Linked DNA regions of Pan troglodytes: region 2 is linked to region 1. The links are chromatin contacts, called in public Hi-C maps. All regions are on one chromosome and are shown on one strand. The core of a region is the stretch at or near the end of the contact, and the rest is flanking DNA. Distances in the headings are between cores, read along the strand shown. Region 1 holds the start of JAG1 (jagged canonical Notch ligand 1). Region 2 has its middle 330 kb from the start of BTBD3.

What was found. Hi-C and Micro-C count contacts between places; a contact is called where the count stands out from the background.
Region 2: a contact with region 1 is called in a Hi-C map of stem cell-derived neural progenitor cells, with 12 times the contacts expected there. The contact joins the enhancer-like site here to the promoter of JAG1 in region 1. A contact is called at or near these places in 2 of 7 Hi-C or Micro-C datasets (induced pluripotent stem cells and stem cell-derived neural progenitor cells) and 1 of 1 datasets of contacts at active chromatin or transcription factors (stem cell-derived excitatory neurons).

Annotation. Positions count from the first base shown.
Region 1 is chr21:17,185,056-17,187,889 of NHGRI_mPanTro3-v2.0_pri, reverse strand. It overlaps JAG1 (jagged canonical Notch ligand 1), which reads left to right and starts at 1,484. Exons shown (of 26, transcript XM_001169666.7): 1 at 1,484-2,834.
Region 2 is chr21:18,069,200-18,072,033 of NHGRI_mPanTro3-v2.0_pri, reverse strand. No RefSeq gene overlaps it. Among named protein-coding and RNA genes, the nearest start is that of BTBD3, 330 kb to the left of the region's middle. Within about 2 kb of position 1,378, at least 6 of the 24 cell types and tissues checked have an H3K27ac peak or open chromatin away from gene starts, as enhancers often do. A contact at or near this core is called in stem cell-derived neural progenitor cells, where this site is marked.

The DNA.
Region 1 (2,834 bases), core at 235-2,734:
CATCCCTCTAATTTTGTATGCATTTCAGTGTCAGTTGCAGATATCATTCCACTTCCCCGCTAAATGCTTCAGCACTCATATAACTGGAGGTGAATATCTGTTCACAATTCTTTTTTCCTCTTTTGAACACCTAATGAAATACAATCTTAAATGTACTATTTAATAAATTTTGACAAATGCATACACATGTGTAGCCCAAACACCTATCAAAAATATGAAACATTACCCCACAATGCCACCAGAAGAGCCTCAAGCCCATCCCAATGAAGCTCTGCTCCCACCCACCCACCCTCAAAATCACTCTTGTGATCTTTTTTCACCAGTTTTTCCTGTTCTGGAACTCCGTATAAATAAATTCATACAGGATGTAGTCTTTTGTGTCTGGCTTATTTCACTTAACATAATATTTTTTAGATCATCGATGTTACTGCTTATAATAGCAGTTCTCAATAAATATTGATTAGCTTATTTTAACCACAGTGTTGATTAACCAAGGATTACAGTTGATCAGATGTACTTAAATACAGCTAATATAGCTTGAATGTCTCTTATAAAGCTTTTGCAGGTTCAGAACTGCTATATGTTGTTGACTAGATAAAAGTGGGGCAAGTTTTCTGGGAAAAGAAAAAATGAGGCATCCATCATCTTTTTAGAATTAAAGGAAAAGATATCCAAGGATGATGTTTTGAGCACACGAGACAGGTCAGATAGTAACTGACTACAAGCCTCTCCCCTTCTCTCAGGTGTAGGTATGACAGCTAAAGATGGCATTTTCCACAGGAAGGTTTTTCTGGAATATTCATTTACACTTGGAGGCTATACCCCAAAGCAGGACAAGGCCTGCCAAGGGGGAATCTCTGTATTTCAGTTCTCTCGGCAGCAGTTCCTCATTCTCTAAGGAGGGGGGCTGACAACTGGCTTCAAGGAAGCGGAGGATAGAGCTTCCACTTAGTGTCTGTTGTGGTAAACGTGACTGGCTTTTTGGGGGAGTCCCAATTATTTGGAAGAGCCCCAACTGAAAATTTTCAAAAGAATTCCCTCTAGCCCACAACTGCCTTCTCTAAAAGTGGGTTCCCAGGCTCAGGAAGGGTGTGGGACTCTGTGCTATGTGACATGAAAATTTTGTGTTTATCAGTGATTTGACGTTCTTGTTAGGTGTAATCTGGTAGTTTTCACCTCTCAGAATTTATATTTTCTTTCCTATCAGTCAAATGGGCTAAATTCACTGGTGGACTGGAGGTGACACCGGCTTGCATGTGGCCCAGATTGCAACTGGTGGCACCTGCAATCTCAGGTAGCCCTTCTAGGTGAAGCCAGGTGGAGATCTAAACACTTTAACTAAAGGTCTGGCTCCGCAGCCTCTTTCCTGAGAGCTGTGGGGGGCACAAGGCACAGAATTAAAACAGGGTCCGACACAGGGAACTCCAAGGAATGTGCTCTTTAAGATCACACCAGCCTTTTTCAGCACCATTTTGCCTTTTTTTTTTTTTTTTTTTTTTGAGATGGAGTCTCGCTCTGTCGCCAGGCTGGAGTGCAGTGGCATGATCTCAGCTCACTGCAACCTCCGCCTCCCAGGTTGAAGCGATTCTCCTCTCTCAGCCTCCCGAGTAGCTGGGACTACAGGTATGCGCCACCACGCCCAGCTAATTTTTGTATTTGTAGTAGAGACCGGGTTTCACCATGTTGACCAGGATGGTCTCAATCTCTTGACCTCGTGATCCACCCGCCTCGGCCTCCCAAAGTGCTGGGATTGCAGGCGTGACCCACAGCTCCCGGCCCATTTTACTTTTAAACCGTTATTTAGCACCCAAACTCAGGGATACTTGGGAGTAGAAATTAGAACAGGACAGATAAGTGGGGAGACTGGTGTTGATGGAAACCTCAGTGAGAAAAGTGTAGATGGGATTACAGTTGACAACTGGTTGCCTTGATTTAGGATAATTGGGGAAAGGGAGGCTGGGGCACATTGAAACACCCAGGTTGTCGCTGCCTACCCCAGCTGCTAACATGACCAGCTGTAAACTTGCTCTGTTCTTAGAAACCTCCCTTCCAAAACATGGATTCTCTCGCCAGTGCTCAAGATGGGACACATTACCACTAAGTAAGCACTTTTCTTAGGAGCATTTCTTAGGCTGTTAAAATGCCAAGACTCCTAACCATCCTTGGTAGCTTTGAACCTATGTAAAGAGGTCAGTTAGCTGCCCTAGTTTATTCCTCAGAATGATGAGATTTGGCACTGAAAATATTGTTCATACTGAGCCTCCCATCAAATGCAATAAGTAGATAACCACAAATACCCACCCTTTTATGCTCGTAACTCAGCATGTTGGAAACTATTTTCCCTTGACCTATTGCCAGCCCATCACGCCCCACACCCAGGAGAACTCAAGCCCCAAACCGGCCGCTGAACAGTCACGCTTTTCTGCAGGACATACCTACTATTAGGGCCAAAACTTTGTCCACCCTTCAAAGGAAGTCGATGTTTCCATATAAAGGTCCCCTCAAATGCAACAGCAAGCCCGTTGGGAGAGGGGTTGGCAGAGGCTACGGCCAGCCCACGGGCTTTCTTCGACCTTGATTATGACCAGGAGTGTAGCTGTTAATTGCGAGGCTTGCCTCAAGGTGGAAAACAGTATCGGTTTCCACTGCCACCCCAGAGAAGGCAAGTTCCGCGGCTGGCGGTGGTGGGGACACGGTCCCTCCCAGGCCCATCTCTTGCCACCCAGAGAGCTGCTCGGAGGCCGCCTACAGGTGCAATCCCGGCACTGCGGCCGGGGCGGGCGTCCAAGTCCACCAGCATCTCCGCCGGCCCTTCCCAAAGCCTGAACAGGGCC
Region 2 (2,834 bases), core at 129-2,628, 880 kb before region 1:
AAAAAACCACTGGGTAGGCTGGGCTCGGTTGCTCACGCCTGTAATCCCAGCACTTTAGGAGACCAAGGTGGGCAGATCTCCTGAGGTTAGGAGTTCGAGACCAGCCTGGCCAACGTGGTGAAACCCAGTCTTAACTAAAAATACAAAAGTTAGCCAAGCATGGTGGCTTGCGCCTGTAATCCCAGCTAGTCGGGAGGCTGAGGCAGGAGAATCACTTGAAACCGGGAGGCAGAGGTTGCAGTGAGCCGAGATCGCGTCATTGCACTCCAGCCTGGGCAACAAGAACAAAACTTCATCTCAAAAAACAAACAAACAAACAAACAAACCCAAAACCATCAGGGAGCCCTGAACACTCAGAAAAGGTAATTCTAGAGGGAGACAATTAGATCCATGGAGTTGAGTCATCATTAGTTTCATCAAAGAGAAGAAACACGCTGAGTCCTCAGAGACAGCCACTTTCTGAGACCCAGTGTCTGTGCGTTATTCTTTGACAGAAGTTCTCCCTGACGGATGCAGCCGTTGGTCCCAGTCTCTACTTCGTCTTGACTGTGATGATTCTCTACGTATAAAACCCTCCACCAAATTATAAACTAGGGAGACTCAGCTAAATATAGGTGCTCAAAAACATACTGAATTTGAATGTTGGACGGTTTAGTGCCCAGCTTCCCCACACATATTCACAACACAACAAAACACAATAACGTTAGCCCATGTGTCTGTGCCAGTACTTCCCTTTTAAAAAATCAAAAATACAGCCAGCAGATGGCGAGAGTGGATCATATTTGAACTGTAGGTAAACTAGGTTTTCAGTAGTTTTTGGAGACACTCCTCAGTTACTTTTTATTTGTTGTTTGTTTTGGTTTCCTTTTCCTTTGAATGGAATCAAATTTGCACCTCAGGGCAGAATTAGAAGTAATCACGAAGGTAACTAAGAAAAAAAAAACCAAGGTGAACTAGGGCTTAAGGGCTCTAAATACATCGTTTTATTAACTCTCAAACATTTTTTAGGAGGGTAAGTTTGGAAGGGGAGAGGAGTAAAAAGCCAAATAGTTTGGATAATCGCCCAAATGTAGGTAGGTTGATTAAAATAGTCATTCATTTCTGAAGTACTCAGCAATACTGCTTCCAAGATATGTCCCTTATATTTTACTCTCACATATAATTATTGGCCAAAAATTGTGGGCTCAACCCTAGAGGATAAATTTTACAGGTCATAAATGTTCTAAATGTTGTTCTTCTCTGGACTGCCCAAGGCAGCCTGAACAACAGGCTGAGATTTGCTTCAGGTTATCTCTCCACCATCTTCAACGCTCGCCCACAAATGAGATGCCAAGGGTCACTCTGTGTCAGGACTTGGTGAGAAAAGCCACTGGAATGTTTAATTTCTCTCTGGACAGAAAGCTTCTTTGTCCACACATGTATTGTAATGCTGGGACACACAGTTGTCCATGGGGGGAAAGAAAGGGCTACAAAGAATGCAGAAAAAATAAATAATATAAGTCAAGCACATAGTTACCTAGGAAGGTAAATGTGAGGATTGGGGAAGTTTACAGAAAATAAAAATTGTTCACAGGATCGCTAAATATTTCCTCACTCTTTAAGATGACATTAAGATATGTTAATTTTTAAGCTATTTTAATGTTTGAGAATCATGACTCTATGAGAGAGAGAGAGAGAATGCCTGTATTTCCAAGTTTGCAAGTAAGTAAGGTCAAGTTAGAAAGTCAGAGACAGGAAGCAGAATGTGTGTGTGTGTGTGTGTGTGTGTGTGTGTGTGTGTGTGTGTGTGTAGAATATTCCTGTCTGCTTTGTGCCACAAATTCTTGGAAAGGCTGTTGTATGCCTAAGTTTAGCTCCACTATATAGCTTGTTGCAGTTTCTGTACCTAAAAGAAGGGTCCTTGTGTCCCCACAAAATATCTTTTCGGTTATTGGGTGAGCTATGCCCATCCACTTAGCATAGGTATTTACAAACACAACAACATAGATGACATACATGATAACCATTTTATAAAGAAAGGTTTCAGAATTATTTTTAGCTTGTAATTTTATTCTGATTGATGTCTTCATTGAATATACTGGACAGACTTTTAAACAGTTAATAAAACAACACACCTCTAATATCTGTTTGTGAAAATGTAAACTAGATATGCTTACATAAGGAAAAAAAACTAAAGCAAGGTAAAAACGTAGATATTTTCGAAGCAACTCATCTAAAACTAACTTCCAAACATACTTTAAAAGTTTGAATCTAACAATATTCTTCAGAACATTGGTTGACTAATTTAACTAGTTTTTTTTTAAAGCAAAAAAGGTACAAAGATTTTGGACACAGTATTATATTAATGTGACACCAGAAAACATCTAAAGGTTAAAAATCCAGGAAACTGTCTAGCATACAAAGGCATGTTCATTCATGGAAATACTTTGTTGTGAAAACAAGTAATTGACGTGTTTATGTTCATAACATTAAAAACACAAAGATAAAAAATTGTGCAAATAGTATGAATGCAAAACACCACAAATTAAAACAAATTCATAGACAATATGACTGGAAGAAAATTCATCGATAAGTCCATAGCAGAAATACCTGGGGGTGATGTTCTGGTTCATTTATTTCTGAATTTCTCTGTAATTTTCCCCTAGATTTTAATGGCTATTTCTATTAAAAAGACACGTATAAACATGTAAGTATTCATGTTTTAAGTCATCATTTTGCATAGTTCTGTTTCCAGCCTCAGTTTGTTCTTCTGCAAAATAAAGGCATTCTGGTATCCCACGTGTCTGTATCAAAACAACCCCTTGAGCATTAAAAAAATAAATAAATAAAATGAC